Regions from separate parts of the Capra hircus genome. Here region 1 is linked to region 2. A link is a contact called in public Hi-C data. All regions are on one chromosome and are shown on one strand. Each heading gives the region's core, a stretch centred on a gene start, on an enhancer-like site or on the middle of the called end of the contact. The rest is flanking DNA. Distances are from core to core; before and after follow the strand shown.

What was found. Hi-C and Micro-C count contacts between places; a contact is called where the count stands out from the background.
Region 1: a contact with region 2 is called in a Hi-C map of blood, with 4 times the contacts expected there. The contact joins the enhancer-like site here to the promoter of PXN in region 2. A contact is called at or near these places in 4 of 5 Hi-C or Micro-C datasets (blood and liver).

What each region holds. Positions count from the first base shown.
Region 1 is chr17:8,548,112-8,551,057 of ARS1.2, forward strand. PXN (paxillin) reads left to right here. Exons shown (of 11, transcript XM_018061137.1): 5 at 1-144; 6 at 1,052-1,187. Among named protein-coding and RNA genes, the nearest start is that of RPLP0, 13 kb to the right of the region's middle. Within about 2 kb of position 1,405, at least 1 of the 5 cell types and tissues checked has an H3K27ac peak or open chromatin away from gene starts, as enhancers often do.
Region 2 is chr17:8,514,574-8,517,484 of ARS1.2, forward strand. It overlaps PXN (paxillin), which reads left to right and starts at 1,412. Exons shown (of 11, transcript XM_018061137.1): 1 at 1,412-1,537. The coding sequence starts at 1,525. It also overlaps the pseudogene LOC102178382.

The DNA.
Region 1 (2,946 bases), core at 155-2,654, 34 kb after region 2:
AGAGAATAACAGCCTGCTGGGGGGCAAAGCTGGACCACTGACCAAAGAGAAGCCCAAGCGGAACGGTGGCCGGGGCCTGGAGGACTTGCGGCCCAGCGTGGAGAACCTCTTGGATGAGCTGGAGAGCTCTGTGCCCAGTCCCGTGTGAGTCTCCACGGGGCTTTCCCGGGCCAGGGAGGGTCTCGGTCTCGACCAGCCCATCCTGTGCTCATCCTTGGTGTCACCCCTGCCCCCTGAAGTCCCTGCTGTCTGCCGGGCCCTGCACCAGGCTCTGGGGGACCGCAGTGAGTCACGTGGATACAGGCCAGCCTTTAGCGAGCCACCGTCCCTCAGGGAAGACAGATGCTGGGCGTGCCGGGGGCACCCCAGCCCAGTGGCTGTCAGTGCAGGCTTTTTATTTGTTTTCTAGCTACATGCGTGGCTTGTGGGATCTTAGTTCCCGGACCAGGGCTGGAACCCGTGGCAGTCCCCCAGCGTAGGCTTCGGAGCCATGCAGTCGGGGCCACATCTTGGCTCTGCACTTACAGAGTGTCATCTTTCAAGCCTTCATTTTCCCATCTGTATAAGAGAATAAGGGGAAGTGAGGTTGTGGGGATGAGACCACATACCTCAGTGCGCTGAGACCTGATAAGACCCTTATAACACGTGTACCGAGTCCACGTGATAAGCACCTCCCCAGGGTCAGCTCTTCTCGGTGTTTCTATGTGGCTGGAACAGCCTCGCATGTGCGTCTAGTGTCATGGAGGCCACACAGGATCCCAGGGCTTGTTGTACAGGCAGGCTTGAGCTTGGGCTTCTGGGAAAGGTGCCATGTGAGCTGTCTTCTCCTCTCCCTCTTAAGCTCAGCTTGGTGCTCTGTCCCCCCCGCTCCCACCAGTGACGTGTCCCCAGGAGAGACTGGGAGCTGGTGGGCTTCCCTGGGCTTGGGTGGCGGCGGGACACTGGTGTTGGAGCTGAAGTGTTGACCCTCCCCTGGGGAAGGGAGGGCCATGCTGGGGGCACTCAGGCTGGCCCCAGAGGTCCCCACTGATGCTTCCTTGCCTGCCCGCAGCCCCGCCATCACTGTGAACCAGGGCGAGATGAGCAGTCCCCAGCGAGTCACCTCCAGCCAGCAGCAGACGCGCATCTCAGCCTCCTCTGCCACCAGGGAGCTGGACGAGCTGATGGCCTCACTGTCGGATTTTAAGGTGTCCTGAGGTCCCCCCCTCTCTCCCCTGCCCTGCCTGCTCAGAAGCCCCCAGTTTTCCCCTCCCATACCCCAGTGTGAGTGGCTGGGACTTAGCTGCTCAGGGTTTGGGTGCCTTGCCCCGAGCCTGGGATGCAGCCTGTGAAGGCTGGGGACGTGCTCAGCGGGACATTCCTTCCTGCCTGGGTGCTCCCGGCTCCCCGCCACCCAGGCAAGGATCAGGAGGCTGGGACAAAGGGCCCAGTGTTGGTGGCTGCTGTTGGTGGGGGAGGGCGGGCTCTGCTGGGCCGGGTGGGATCCTCTGCCTGGAGGTCATTTGTCCCGGAGCCCCATCTCCCACACTGGCTGGCTGTCCCCAGTGTGTCCTCTTTCTTTTCTGCCTCTGGCTCCTTTGCCAGCCTCCTTCCAGCCTCCATGGGCCTTTGAGGCCCACAGGCTCTTGTCCGGGAAGCCTCATCTATCAGGCTCTTGGGCCATACCTGCCAGAGGTGCCCTGTCCCCTGCCCACCGCCTGCTTGTGTAGAGGAGGCAGTGCCTCGGTGGGTCCTGATAGTGACTGAACTCCAGTTCCTGACCATTACTGACTCCACCCTTCCCAGGGTTGGGGAAGCCTGGTTAGGGAACTGGAGGAGGGGCACCAGCTCTGAGCCCCAGGGGCACCTTCGAGCCTCTGAGGCTTCATCTAGGGTGGGGCAGCGGCCTGCGCGTGTGAGCCTCCTGAGTGGCCACAGTCAGGAGCGTGTACACCGGACTCAGGCGGCCAGTGCCCTTTGCACTTTGTCGCTTTCAAACCCCCTTGAGACCCCCTTGAGAAGCTGTGCTGGTTCTCATTGCGCTCCAGGAGCGAGGTTTCAGGGGGATATAGGAGAGCTGGGATCGCCAGGGAGAGACAGAGCCGGGAGCTGCCTGCGGCTGCCTGTCTCCTGATCATGCCTGGGCTGACCTCCCCCTGGTCCAACCCACCTTAATCTCTTCTCTGTCATCCCTACTTGGACTAGAAGCCCCACAGGCGTGGGTCAGAGGCTGCTTTCCGCTGCCTGGGTTGTTTTTTTTTGTTTTTTCAAAAAAGACAAAAGTCTTTATTTGGCTATGCCGGATCCCAGGTACAACATGTGGGATCTGGCTCCCCGACCAGGAGTTGGATCCGGGCTCCCTGGATGGGGAACATGGATGGGAGCCAGGGAGGTGGAGCCCAGGAAAACCCTTCTGGGGGCTGAGGAATCTTCTTCCAGAGCCAGTTGCTCTGCTTCAGCTTTGCTGCCATCTTGGTCTGGTCAGCACAGACAGCCTGGTCAGCGCAGATGGTCTGGTCAGTGTGGCCGGGGGCTGTCGGCGCAGACGGTCTGGTCAGCGCCATCTTGGTCTGGTCAGCATAGCCAAGGGCTATCAGAGCCCTGAGGCCCGGCCTGCCCCCCAGTGCGTGCCCCTCCTCACCTCTCCCGTCTTTCTCCTCCCTTCTGTCTCTTGTCTTTCTCCTCCTCCAGACCAGCTCCTCCTCTGCTGTGGCCTTGAGCTCCTCAGGGCTGCCACCCGGCTCAGCTCCATCCTCACACCACAGCCTCCCTACTCCACCTCCTCCCGGGCCCTCTGGAGGCCTGCCACCCCCTCGGAAGCCCTCCCCTCAAGGCCACAGCCACACCCTGGGCGTCCTCTGCGCGGAGGACAACGTGGCCCCCGGCCAGCTCGATTTGGCTGGCTTTGGGGTGATGCCTGACACCCCCAACTCAAGGTTTCCCTCCACAGAGGGTTGGCCAGGGCCG
Region 2 (2,911 bases), core at 162-2,661:
TCCTTTCTGCTCTGCCCAGAATTTTGGAAGTCTCCTTCTAGGGACAATAGATATGTGTAAAATTAAAGAATATATAACCTTGAAAATGGGCTTCCCTGGGTAGTTCAGCAGTAAACAATCCAGTGCAGAAGACCCCAGAGAGTGGGTTTGATCCCTGGGTTGGGAAGAGAAGATTCCCCTGGAGAAAGAAATGGCCCCACTCCAGTATTCTTGCCTGGAGAATTCTATGGGCAGAGGAGCCTGGCGAGCTCCAGTCCTTGGGGGTCACAAAAAGTCAGATACGCCTTTGTGACTAAACAACAACAAACCCTGACAATATTGAATCTGACCTCAAAGGCTGGGCTGAGAGATTGCACTGCCACAGATCGAGAGGGTGACCCCAGGAAAGGTCCTTCAAACATCCCCAGCCTTCAGTTCAGCCGCTCAGTTGTGTCCGACTCTACAACCCCATGAATCGCAGCGCCAGGCCTCTCTGTCCATCACCAACTCCTGGAGTCTACCCAAACCCATGTCCATCGAGTCGGTGATGCCATCCAGCCATCTCATCCTTTGTCGTCCCCTTCTCCTCCTGCCCCCAATCTTTCCCAGCATCAGAGTCTTTTCCAATGAGTCAACTCTTTGCATGAGGTGGCCAAAGTATTGGAGTTTTAGCTTCAGCATCAGTCCTTCCAATGAACACCCAGGGCTGATTTCCTTTAGGATGGATTGGTTGGATCTCCTTGCGGTCCAAGGGACTCTCAAGAGTCTTCTTCAACACCACAGTTCAAAAGCATCAATTCTTCTGTGCTCAGCTTTCTTTACAGTCCAACTCTCACATCCATACATGGAAAAACCATAGCCTTGACTAGACAGACCTTTGTTGGCAAAGTAATGTCTCTGCTTTTGAATATGCTATCTAGGTTGGTCATAACTTTCCTTCCAAGAAGTACCTGGTACTAATTTAGGGTCTTCTTCGGTGGGGTGGCAACTTACTGAAAGATGGACGTAGACGGACGGGCGGACAAATCTGACTCTCCAGTGAACATTGGTGTGATAAGTGAGTGACCGATGGACGGAGAGACACAGGTGACATTGTGAGGCGTCCAGACAGGCGGATGGATATGTTAGCCAGACAGTCAGGCATGCGACCGTGAGACAGAAAGACTGACAGAGCACCGGAAACCAGGGAGCCTCCCACCTGCGGGCTTGGCCACGAGGCGGCGCCGCCGCCCAGCCCAGAGGCGCCAGCCGCCCCGGCTGGGCGCGCTCTCGCGGGCCGGCGGAGGGGGCGTGGCCAGCGTGCGCAGGGGGCGGGGCCGGCAGCCTCGCGGGGGCCCCCGACGGGCGGAGCGCGCGGCGGGGGCGGGGCGCGCGTGCTCGCGGGGGCGGGCCGTACGGCGGGCGCGGGCGCGCGCGGCGGCGGCGGCGCGTTCCGTTCCTGGCCGAGGCTCGCGGCGGAAAAGTTGCGCGGCGGCGAGGAGCGGCCGCGGGACGGGCGGCGAGCGCGACGCCGAGCCGGCTCCCCGCGCCCGCGGCTCCCCCGCCATGGACGACCTCGGTGAGTGACTGGAGGGGCTGAGGGAGAAGGCAGCAAGGGGCGCGCGGCCCCGGGCCCACGGGCCGGGGCGGGCGCGAGCGAGCGCGCGAGCGGCGGGCTGAATCCCACCCGCTGCGGCCCGGGTCCCGGCTCTGGTTCCGGCCAGCCCCGGCTCGGCGGGACAGGATCCCGGGCTGGGCCTGAGTCCCAGGCCAGGCCAGCCGCCTTGCTCACAGCCGCCACCCCTTCGCCTCGAGGACAGCCCCACCTCCGGACCCCCCGACCTCGGGGATCCACCCCCATCTCCCAGCTCAGCCTCAGGGACCTGCTTGCTCGTCAGGGACCCGCCCGGTCCGCCTCAGGGACGGGCCCCCACTGCCGGGACCTGACCACCTCCCCCGCTGCGGGACCTGACCACCTCCCCCGCTGCGGGACCCTCACTTCACACAGCGCTCCCCCACCCCCATCGCACAGTTGAAACACCCAATTTGGGGATCAGCTGCCTGATCGCGCAGCCGGGGCCTGCTCCCAGCCCCTGGAGGACCACCCCCACTTCACAGACGGACATCCGGCACCTCAAGGGTAGCCCCTCCGAGTCTACTACCGCTTTTATTTCACAGGTCAGATTCACAGGTTAGGGATGAGCTTCCGTGACCACATCCTCACAAAGACAAGGCTCCTTTCTGCCCCACTAAGGCCCTGGGTCCATTTCACGGCCCTGGGTCCATTTCACTGCCCTGGCCACTCAGTGGACCAGCCTCTCCGCTTTCGTATCACAGACCAGCCTCATCCTAGAAGCGTAAGCTGGGGAGACAGACTGGTGAACTGCCAGGGGAATGAGGTGGGAAGTGGGCCCCCGAGGTATGGCCATCTCTGAACTTGTCCAGGCTGGTAGTACCTTGCGGGAAGCCACTCAGGTAAGGATAGGATGCCCAGAACAGAGTTTTACTGTTTTCATGTGACTGGAGCTCCCAAACTATTTTTTTTCAGTCCAGCCTTCATCTAGAGTTTGGGCAGAAGAAAGTATCTTTTGGGACCAGACACTAAACCCGGGGGGCTTGGTGCTGGGGGTTCTAGGAATGCCTTGAGCACCCTGAACCCTGAAGTGGGAGGATTCACTCTCCCTCCCTCCCCTTCACGCCTGGAGCTGGAAAGCCTGAGCCAGGGGATTGAGGAGGGGGAGGAAAGTTTCTTCTCTGTAGGAGCCTTGTCTTCCCTCTGTGGACTGTGGGTGGCTTGTGTGACCGCTGATGCTTTCTCTGTCTCAAGCTCCTAGGGGTGGATTCATCAGACAGGACTGACGGGCCTCCTCTGAGCTGCACAGGGCACTAAATTAAGACTGGTTATTTGTAGGCACTGGACTTCCAAGGGAACAGGGAGGAGGATTGGGGCGTG